Regions from separate parts of the Sus scrofa genome. Here region 1 is linked to region 2. Evidence: chromatin contacts called from public HiChIP or PLAC-seq data. All regions are on one chromosome and are shown on one strand. The core of a region is the stretch at or near the end of the contact, and the rest is flanking DNA. Distances in the headings are between cores, read along the strand shown. Region 1 holds the start of TPRA1 (transmembrane protein adipocyte-associated 1). Region 2 holds the start of EEFSEC (selenocysteine-specific elongation factor).

Region 1 (4,189 bases), core at 811-3,310, 470 kb after region 2:
GCCCGAAGTGGCTCCCCTTTGTACTCACTGGGATTCTAGCTTGGCTGCTGAAACAAAAGCCAGGATAACAAGAGAGATCATTCCCATCTGTTGCCTGCAGTCTGTGCAGGCTATCCAGGATGTGCGTGGAGGCCCCCTGTGTCTGAGACCCATGCACCTCTTACTATTCTGTTACCCTAAGTCCATGGCATCTGTCTCGTGGCTTATGTTGGCTGCTGTTGCTCCCACCACCACATCCATATTCCAGCCAATGGGAAGGGAGAACGGCACGACCTGAAACTGGCAACCCTTGCTGCTCATATCTAGTTGGATAAAACTTGCTCACGTGGCTATAGCCAGCAGTGAGGGAAGCTGGGAAAGTAGCCACTGTTCTGGGAAGCCATGTGCCAGCTAAAATCCACGGGCTCTGGTACTAAAGGGAAGGGTGGCTGTTTGGGACCCCAGCAGTCTCTGCTGTTTCCTATCACTCTGTTCCACTCCTGTTTTATCCTTTGCACTTATCTAAGAAGTTTGCTTTTTAAGTTCGGGTGTTCATGCTGGCTGTCAGCCTCTTCTCTGAGGATGGAGGCCTGAGAGGGCTGGTGTGTTCTGGCCCCTGGGTTCTCCCAGCTCATGGCAGGTGATTGACAGCATGGGCACAGGAGGAGGAGTGCAGGACTAGGGACAGGGAAGTGGCCAGCGACCTCCCTCAGACTTTCTCTGTCGGGCATGCGTCCTCCCCTTTAATATTTCCCATTGTTGGTATATCCTCAAGTGCCCGGTGGGGAGGTGACTCCAGAGCCAGGAGGCCTGCTGGAGAGGGATGGAGGGTTCTGAGCCTCGGCCTCATGGGCCTTATGTTTCACAGCTTGCTCAGTGCTGAGCTGTCCCCGCAGCCCAGGACTGCTGCAAACCCCTCCCTCCTGTAGGAAGTGTCCTGGGCTCCTTGCCGAATGGAGACCCTGCACTCCTAGAGTGCTAACAGGACTCAACTTGGTCATTTAAAAAAATCCACTGAAGTATAATCCATACAGAAAAGTGCTCGAATCACAGGTGCGAGGCTCTATGAACTTCGACACACGAGCACAGCCGCACCCCTGACACCCAGATGGTGCACCCAGGGGTGGCTCCATGCCCTCACCCTGCACAGGGTGCCACTTACCCACAACCAGCCTGGCTCCGCTTGGTGTCCTGGCTGTAGGGCCTGCATGTCACCACCTGTGGCAGCACCCAGTCTTTTTCTCCTGGGCTGAGGTCCACTCTGCACTGGATGCCGCAGTTGATGTGTGTTCTGCTGATGGTGGCATCTGGGCTGCCGTGACCATGCCCCTAGAAGTGGGGGCGCCTGGTCCAGAGGCCTAGTCTGTTAAATCATCATTTCAAATGCTGCCTGGCCCCGCACTCCCTGCGGATGTGCTGCCACTGTCCCCTGATTCCTGTGACCCTGGAGCCTGCCTCAGTTGTCCAGGGTGGCTCAGCTCTCTTTTCTCCTAGCTGGACTCTCACCCTCCATCACCCTGGCAGACACAGCCCATCCCTGCACTTGGAGATGCCCCCGCATCCTCCAGGGACAGGGCAGCGTCCTCTCTGCTTGCATCCGCCTTTCCAGGTGACAGCAAAAGGAGGCAGGGCTTGAGGTCCACCCAAGTGTGCACAATGTCTGGGCCTGCACCTGGAGGCATGTGCCACTTAGTGCCACCACAACCTCCCAGGGTGGACATGCTGTCCTTATCCCATCCCATGGTGGGGGAACTGAGCCATACAGAGGATTTGGAAGTCCAGCTGTGACATGGACCCTGGCTCTCCCTGACCCCCAGGGCTGGGGGCACTGGCTAGGTTATGCCGAATAGCCTGTGTTGCTGTGTATGACATGCAGCTCAGTCCCTCAGGGTGGCTTTTATTGTTTAGGGGTCACAAGAAAAAGCCCAAGGCAAAGGACTGGCCCTGTCAGGGGACTGGGTTGTGATGTGGGCGGGAGCGTCACATCCACCTCCCGCCTGGTGGGTGACACACCCAGGGCCACACAGCCTCTGTGCAGCTGATGTGGCGGTGTTCATCCCCCAGGACTGGCTGCTGGCGGGATGGCCACCCCGGAGGAGGAGATCTGGGCCAGCAGAGCATGGCACTGCCCCCACCCCTGGCACCCAACATCAGTGTGCCACACCGCTGTCTGCTGCTGCTGTACGAAGACATTGGCACCTCTCGGTGAGGCGGGAGCTCCTGCTGGCAGACTGGCTGTGGGAGGGGGCTCCCTACTGCGTGTGTGTGTGTGACAGTGACACAGGTGGGGTGGGTGCAGACAACCCCACCAGTGAGCTGCTTTCTGTACCCACCTGCTAGTGTCCGGTACTGGGACCTCTTGCTGCTCATCCCCAACGTGCTCTTCTTCATCTTCCTGCTCTGGAAGCTTCCGTTTGCTCGGGCCAAGATTCGTGTCACCTCCAGCCCCATTTTTATCACCTTCTATATCCTGGTGAGTTCATTCCAGTCAGTAACAGAAAATTCAACTCCAACTGGCTTAAGCAAAAAAGGAATTATTAACCGCTTCTGTAGCAAACACCAGCTTCAGATATGGCTGGATCCAGAGAATTAACTGATGTCATAAGGACTCTCAGCATCTCTGCTCCCCTCTGATGAGTTCCCTCCATATGGTATCTAAAGTAGCCGAGAACAGCTCTGAGCTAACATCCTGCTTCTGGCCAACTCCAGCAGAAGAGTAGCTCCTTGCTGATGGTGCAGTGTAGACCTGAATTGTGGCAGAGTGGCCCACCCTGGAAGCCCTGTTCATCCCTGAGCCAGGCTCTGGGACTAGCAAGGAAAGGGGCACTGGGGGCTGAGAGGGTGGGATTAGCTCATCCAGACTGCAGAGACTGAGGTGGTCCCAGCAAGAAAATTGGGGAACCCTAACTGGAAGGAAGGGGAATAGATTTTGGATTGGGGGAATGCCCACTGCATTCCAAACCTCGGCTGTGCTGAATGACCATGGGCCAGTGGCTTGGCCTCTCTGTGCCTCAGTACTCTCCTGCATGATGTGGTTTGGATTTGGTTCAGCTTGTGGTGCTCCTGTGAGCACTCAGTGAGACTTCACAGAGCTCCAGCTCTGTGGGGGCCTGGCGCACAGTGGGCAGGTGGCCCTGAGTGGTGTCAGCCTACCCGAGGTTGGACACAAAGGATAGAATCTGGTCTCTTTTGTTTGTATTTGTCAGAAAACCAAGCTTAAGCTCAGAGAAGCCAGAGGGGAAATGTTGATTAAAAAACTGACATTTCAAGGAGCCGGGTGTGGCTGGATCTCAGGCAGCTGTCTTCCTGTCTGGTGGCACTGCCTCCCCAAGTGGCCTGCCAGTGGCCCCAGCACCTCCAGGCTCGCATCCCGTTGGCTTCCTTTCTCAGTAGTTGTGCCTCATATCTGGGGTGTGACTTGCACTGGAACTCCTTGGGCTCCATGCCATCCCCAAACTAGGGGATTGGCATATCGCAAATGGCCAGCCCTGGGTCACAGGCTGGTCCCAGAGGCAGCAGTGGTGGGGTTGGCCCCAAGAACCACATGAGGGGAGGGATGGGGAAGAGGAATGAAGCTGCTGCCAGAGGCAGGGGATGGACACCTGGCTGACAGAGCCAAGCACAGGCACTCTGCCAAAGCTGCAGGGCGAGCCACCTTCCCCAGGGCCTTGGACACCTCTTCTCTGTGGTCTCCTTTCCCCCAGCCCAGTGTCTGAGAATTAAAATGGTCAATGTGACAGCACCAGTGGCAGACGTGTTGCTGACCCTCACCAGGCATGCTCTAACCATGTGACCCTCCCAGCGATCAGTGCAGCAGGGGCTGTACTAACCTGCGTTTCACAGGCAAGGTGCAGCACAGGTCTTAGAGGCAGCAATGGCAGGTCTGGGACTTGAACCCATCAGGCTGGCCCCACCTCGTGCTTTACCAAGCACTCTCAGGGTGTCAGTGTAGCCAGGAAGCCGAGGCTCGGGGGATGGAGGGGGCAAGCCTCTCTGTATCCCAAACCTCTGTACTGGAGGACTCAAGGGCTTCTACAGACGTGGGTGTGGGGTGCAGGCCCTGCGACCTCGTTTCCTCAACTCCACCCCCATCCCCTCTCGCTCACCAGGTGTTCGTGGTGGCACTGGTGGGCATCGCCCGGGCCGTGGTGTCCATGACGGTCAGCACCTCAGATGCTGCGACCGTTGCCGATAAGGTGGGGCTGGGCCT
Region 2 (3,994 bases), core at 717-3,216:
ACAAGGTGAAAGTACTACAGCTGGACCCACTATGCCCAGCCATGGGTGCAGCCATCGACTGGCAGGCCGATAGAACCATCTGATCAAGACACATCCCACAGGAGCCTGAAGGTGCAGAGAACACTGCTGGAAGAAACAGAAGGAAATGGAAAGCAGGGAGGTACTTGGTTCCTGGGGTGGCGGTGAGGAGTTAAAGTCTCTGACCTATACTCTCTTACTGCCATGTGCTTCTGTTATTCTACCATTTTTTAGTAAACAAAACAAGTTTTAAAGCTCTGTCCACAAAGTAATCCACAAAGGTATACTAGTGGCTGCTTTTGGAGAGATGGGAGGAGTAACTGAGGACCCTTACCTGGTTTGTAATGTTCTTTCTTCACAAGTAGAATTTATTCATGTACCACCAGTATATTTTAAATTAACTAAATGATACATCTCAGAAGGCACCCCCCCCCCAGCATCTCAGCTGCAGGAGCTATCCTTCCAGACACATAAGCACACCCACCAGAGACATTTGTTCTAGAAAACTTGCTGAAGCTTTCTTACCAGAAACAGGAAATGACATAAATGCCCATCATGAAGAGATTAAGAGCAAAGAGATCCTGATGTATAGCACTCGGAACTCTATCTAGTCACTTACGATGGAGCACGATAATGTGAGAAAAAAGAATGTATACATGTATGTGTAACTGGGTCACCTTGCGTACAGTAGAAAATTGACAGAACACTGTAAACCAGTTATAATGGAAAAAATAAAAAAATTTTTAAAAGATTAAGAAAAAGATGGTACAAGTGTACAATGGAAATTCATGTGACCTTTAAAAAGAATGATGTCTCTTTATATGTACAGATAAGATACCCCGAGTATTGAGTGAAACAGTGTAAGTGGTGTTAACTATTCTGTTAAAAAAAATAAATAAGAACAAGAGGAGGGGTTGACTTATACACGGGCCTGCCTGTCTTCACACGGAGTCCCTAAGACTGGCACCCAGACCGGGAAAGCAGGAGACTGGGGGCAGTGAATGGAGACCTTCTGGGCACTTTCTGTGGTCCTGAGTTGCCCTAACTCGTGCGTGTATTACAAACACATGTGGTACAAACGAAACACTTTCGCTGTTTCTAGAGAGGCCCCTCCTGCTGGGGTGGTGCGAGGGGCTCCCGCGCCGCGCCCCCCGCCCGGCAAGGCGCCCCCGCCGTCTGTGCTCACCGCCGATGATGGTCCGGATGAGGGAGGCGTGCCCGGGGCAGTCGACCAGCGTGATCTGCAGCTCGGCCCCGGACTCGGGCTCGGTCCCCGGCGGCGCCGGCCTCAGGCGCTCGGGCAGTGGCACCGAGAAGCACGAGAAGCCCAGGTCGAGCGTGATGCCGCGCTCGCGGCTCTGCGGCTGCTTGTCGAAGGCCGCGGTGGAGGCTGTTGTGCTGAGCGCTCGCGCCAGCGCGGTCTTGCCGCTGTCAATGTGGCCCAGGACGCCCACGTTCACGTTCACCCGCCGGCCCGCCATGCCGCCGCCGCGGTCCGCCAGCTAAGCCGACCCCCGCCGCCCGCGCCCCGCTCGTATGTTCCGGCGCCGAAGCTTCCGCCCGCCGTCCGCCGCCCGAAGCCGGGGAGCCCAGAGCTTGAGGCGCCGTCCGCCTCTCGCTCAGTCTCCGCGGTCTCACTTCCACTCGTTCATTCTCAGGGCCTCGCGGGGACGGCGCTCTCCCCGCACCACGTGGGCGGGGGTGGGGGGCGACAAACAGGGACCGAAAGCCGAACCGACCGCTGCTCGCACGAGAAGCCCCCGGGAAAGTAGAGCCCAGGCGGCAGGACTGGAGCCGGGGAGGCGGCTGGTGGCGAAGCTGAGGCGCGCGGCTCAGAAGAGCCCGCGTGGAAAAAACTGGGGAGGGCCGCCGGGAAAGGACGGCTGTTTTCCCGACGCGGCAACACGCACCCGGGTCAATGGCGTCCCGCACAGCTCCAGGCCGTGTGTAAGGTGCGTGCGCGCGGGGGAGAGCCCACGAATCTCACGCTTTTCAAGTGTTATCCATAAAAAGTGTCTCCCCGTCAGCAACAGGGATCACAGCTTTAAATGCTTGCACTGGCCAGGCAGGTGCCTCACAGGAGAGGCGTCAGCAGGCTATGTCCTGTGTAGACCCGGGAGCCCCTGCTCAGCTTCAGCCAAGGGAAAGTGGGCGAGAATGCGAGCTGAACATTGCCTCATCTTCTCGATTTCCGAGAGGAGAGAGCGTTTCCATATGAAATCTGAGGAACACATGCTTTGTTGAGCCATGAGACTTGGGGCTGTCTACCTGCCCTGACTTATACCTAAGCGCTGGCCAGCAGCAGGGCTGGGGCTTTAACACCAGGTGGGTCTTCCTGCCTCCACCTCCCATAGCCGCTGGCTCCAAGCCAGGTCCTACCCCAGCAGCAACCTGGGCATGAGCCTCCCGTTGAGTCCAGCCCTGTCTCCACAAGTGCCAAGGAGATGGCAACTCTGGGTTGTCTGAAACTCAGCCAGATGAAGACTGTAGTTGGGGTTGGCTGTGCCCCTGCACCAAGCAGAGAAATAGAGAGCCTGGCTGGGCAGGTGTGAGTCATAAGCTCACTCCAAGGTTGCAGGGGAATGCCCTGTAGGAACTGGGGCACTTTTGCCAGCAAAATGCAGGTCACATCAAGCCCCTCCTGTGTCCTTTGTCTCTATCCTGGCTTCTATCCCAGTGAGGCAAGTTTGCTTTAGATCAGGCTGGTGCTCTGGCACTCTACCCGTCCTAGCCCACTGAGGACCCCTTACATGTCTTTGCTTGCCCTCAGCCTGGTACATGCAAAGGCTCCATAACTGTTTCTTGAGTGGACCCACCCCTGAACCTCCAGCCCACAAAGACACTCTCCTCTGCAGCAGACTCCTGGGTCGCAGCCTGGATTGTAAACCTGGACCCCAGGCACTGAGAAATGATTGACAGGGAACTGCCTGCAGAACTATGATTATTTGGGATTTGTACTTAATGTTCCTTTCTGTTTCTTTAATGCCATTTTGTACTAAAGTAGTTCAAAGTTCTTTACAAACAGCTAGTAATTAATTCAACTTCATTAAGGCCAATTAATCCAGGATTAATTATAAATTTTCCCAGAGGAAGTTATTATACTTTGCTCTTTGATTTGAGTTTTGGCTTTAAAGATTCTTTTAGGAGTGAAATGGAAATTTCTCTTTTCTCTGAGGGTATCTACCTTGCCAGTGATTGTGTTAACTATGTACCTTCCTCCACACATCCTCTACTAACCTTGGATTAGGTTGTCACCCTGGCAGCCCGTGTGCTCTGTGGCACTCCTAGCACTGAACAGATACAGATGTCCCATCAGCTGCAGGGTGGGAGCCATGCCCTGGGCCCACCTCATGCCCTGTTCCTTCCAGCTATATATGGACAGAACAGTGTTCTACAAGCTCTGTGAAGTCTACCATGGTCAGCGGTCCCTCCTTCCTCTTCTGTAAGACTCCTCAACTCTCCTCAGAGCCATCACACTCTCCTCCAGGTTGCCATGGGGGCTGACCCCACTCTAGCTCAAGGGACTGGAGGTGAAAGGCCAAGGGTCATGGGAATGAGAGTGAGAGAGCTGGCAAGTGAGGGCTGTCACACAGCACAGGCTGGAATGCAGCTATCCACACCATTTCTTGCCCTGCAAGGACAAGGAATGTCACTGCACAAACCCACGGATGCAAACTTAAGCTATTTTTAGCCCCAATGTCAGTGCCTTTTTTAAATGGCTGCACCCATGGCATATGGAAGTTTCTGGGCCAAGGATTGAGTCTGAGCTGCTACTGGGAACTACACTGCAGCTATGGTAATGCCAGATCCTTTAACGTACTGCACTGCACTGGACCAGGAATCAAACCCTTGCCTCTGCAGCAACCCGAGCCACTGAAATTGGATACTTAATTCATTCCCCACAGTGGAAACTCCCAAGGTTGGTGCCATTCGCATTGCAAGTGGGGCAAGGCTTGATTTGGGAAAGTAAAGGATT

Evidence for each region. HiChIP or PLAC-seq counts read pairs in DNA pulled down with a chosen protein or histone mark.
Region 1: an H3K27ac HiChIP or PLAC-seq map of skeletal muscle shows a contact between it and region 2, with 3 times the contacts expected there. The contact joins the promoter of TPRA1 here to the promoter of EEFSEC in region 2. A contact is called at or near these places in 1 of 47 Hi-C or Micro-C datasets (retroperitoneal adipose tissue) and 1 of 2 datasets of contacts at active chromatin or transcription factors (skeletal muscle).

The regions. Positions count from the first base shown.
Region 1 is chr13:72,659,520-72,663,708 of Sscrofa11.1, forward strand. It overlaps TPRA1 (transmembrane protein adipocyte-associated 1), which reads left to right and starts at 2,061. Exons shown (of 11, transcript XM_013982015.2): 1 at 2,061-2,091; 2 at 2,094-2,184; 3 at 2,320-2,452; 4 at 4,089-4,175. The coding sequence starts at 2,061.
Region 2 is chr13:72,194,379-72,198,372 of Sscrofa11.1, forward strand. It overlaps EEFSEC (selenocysteine-specific elongation factor), which reads right to left and starts at 1,967. Exons shown (of 7, transcript XM_021069440.1): 1 at 1,205-1,967. The coding sequence starts at 1,499. It overlaps RUVBL1 (ruvB-like 1), which reads left to right and starts at 1,841. Exons shown (of 11, transcript XM_021069443.1): 1 at 1,841-1,970.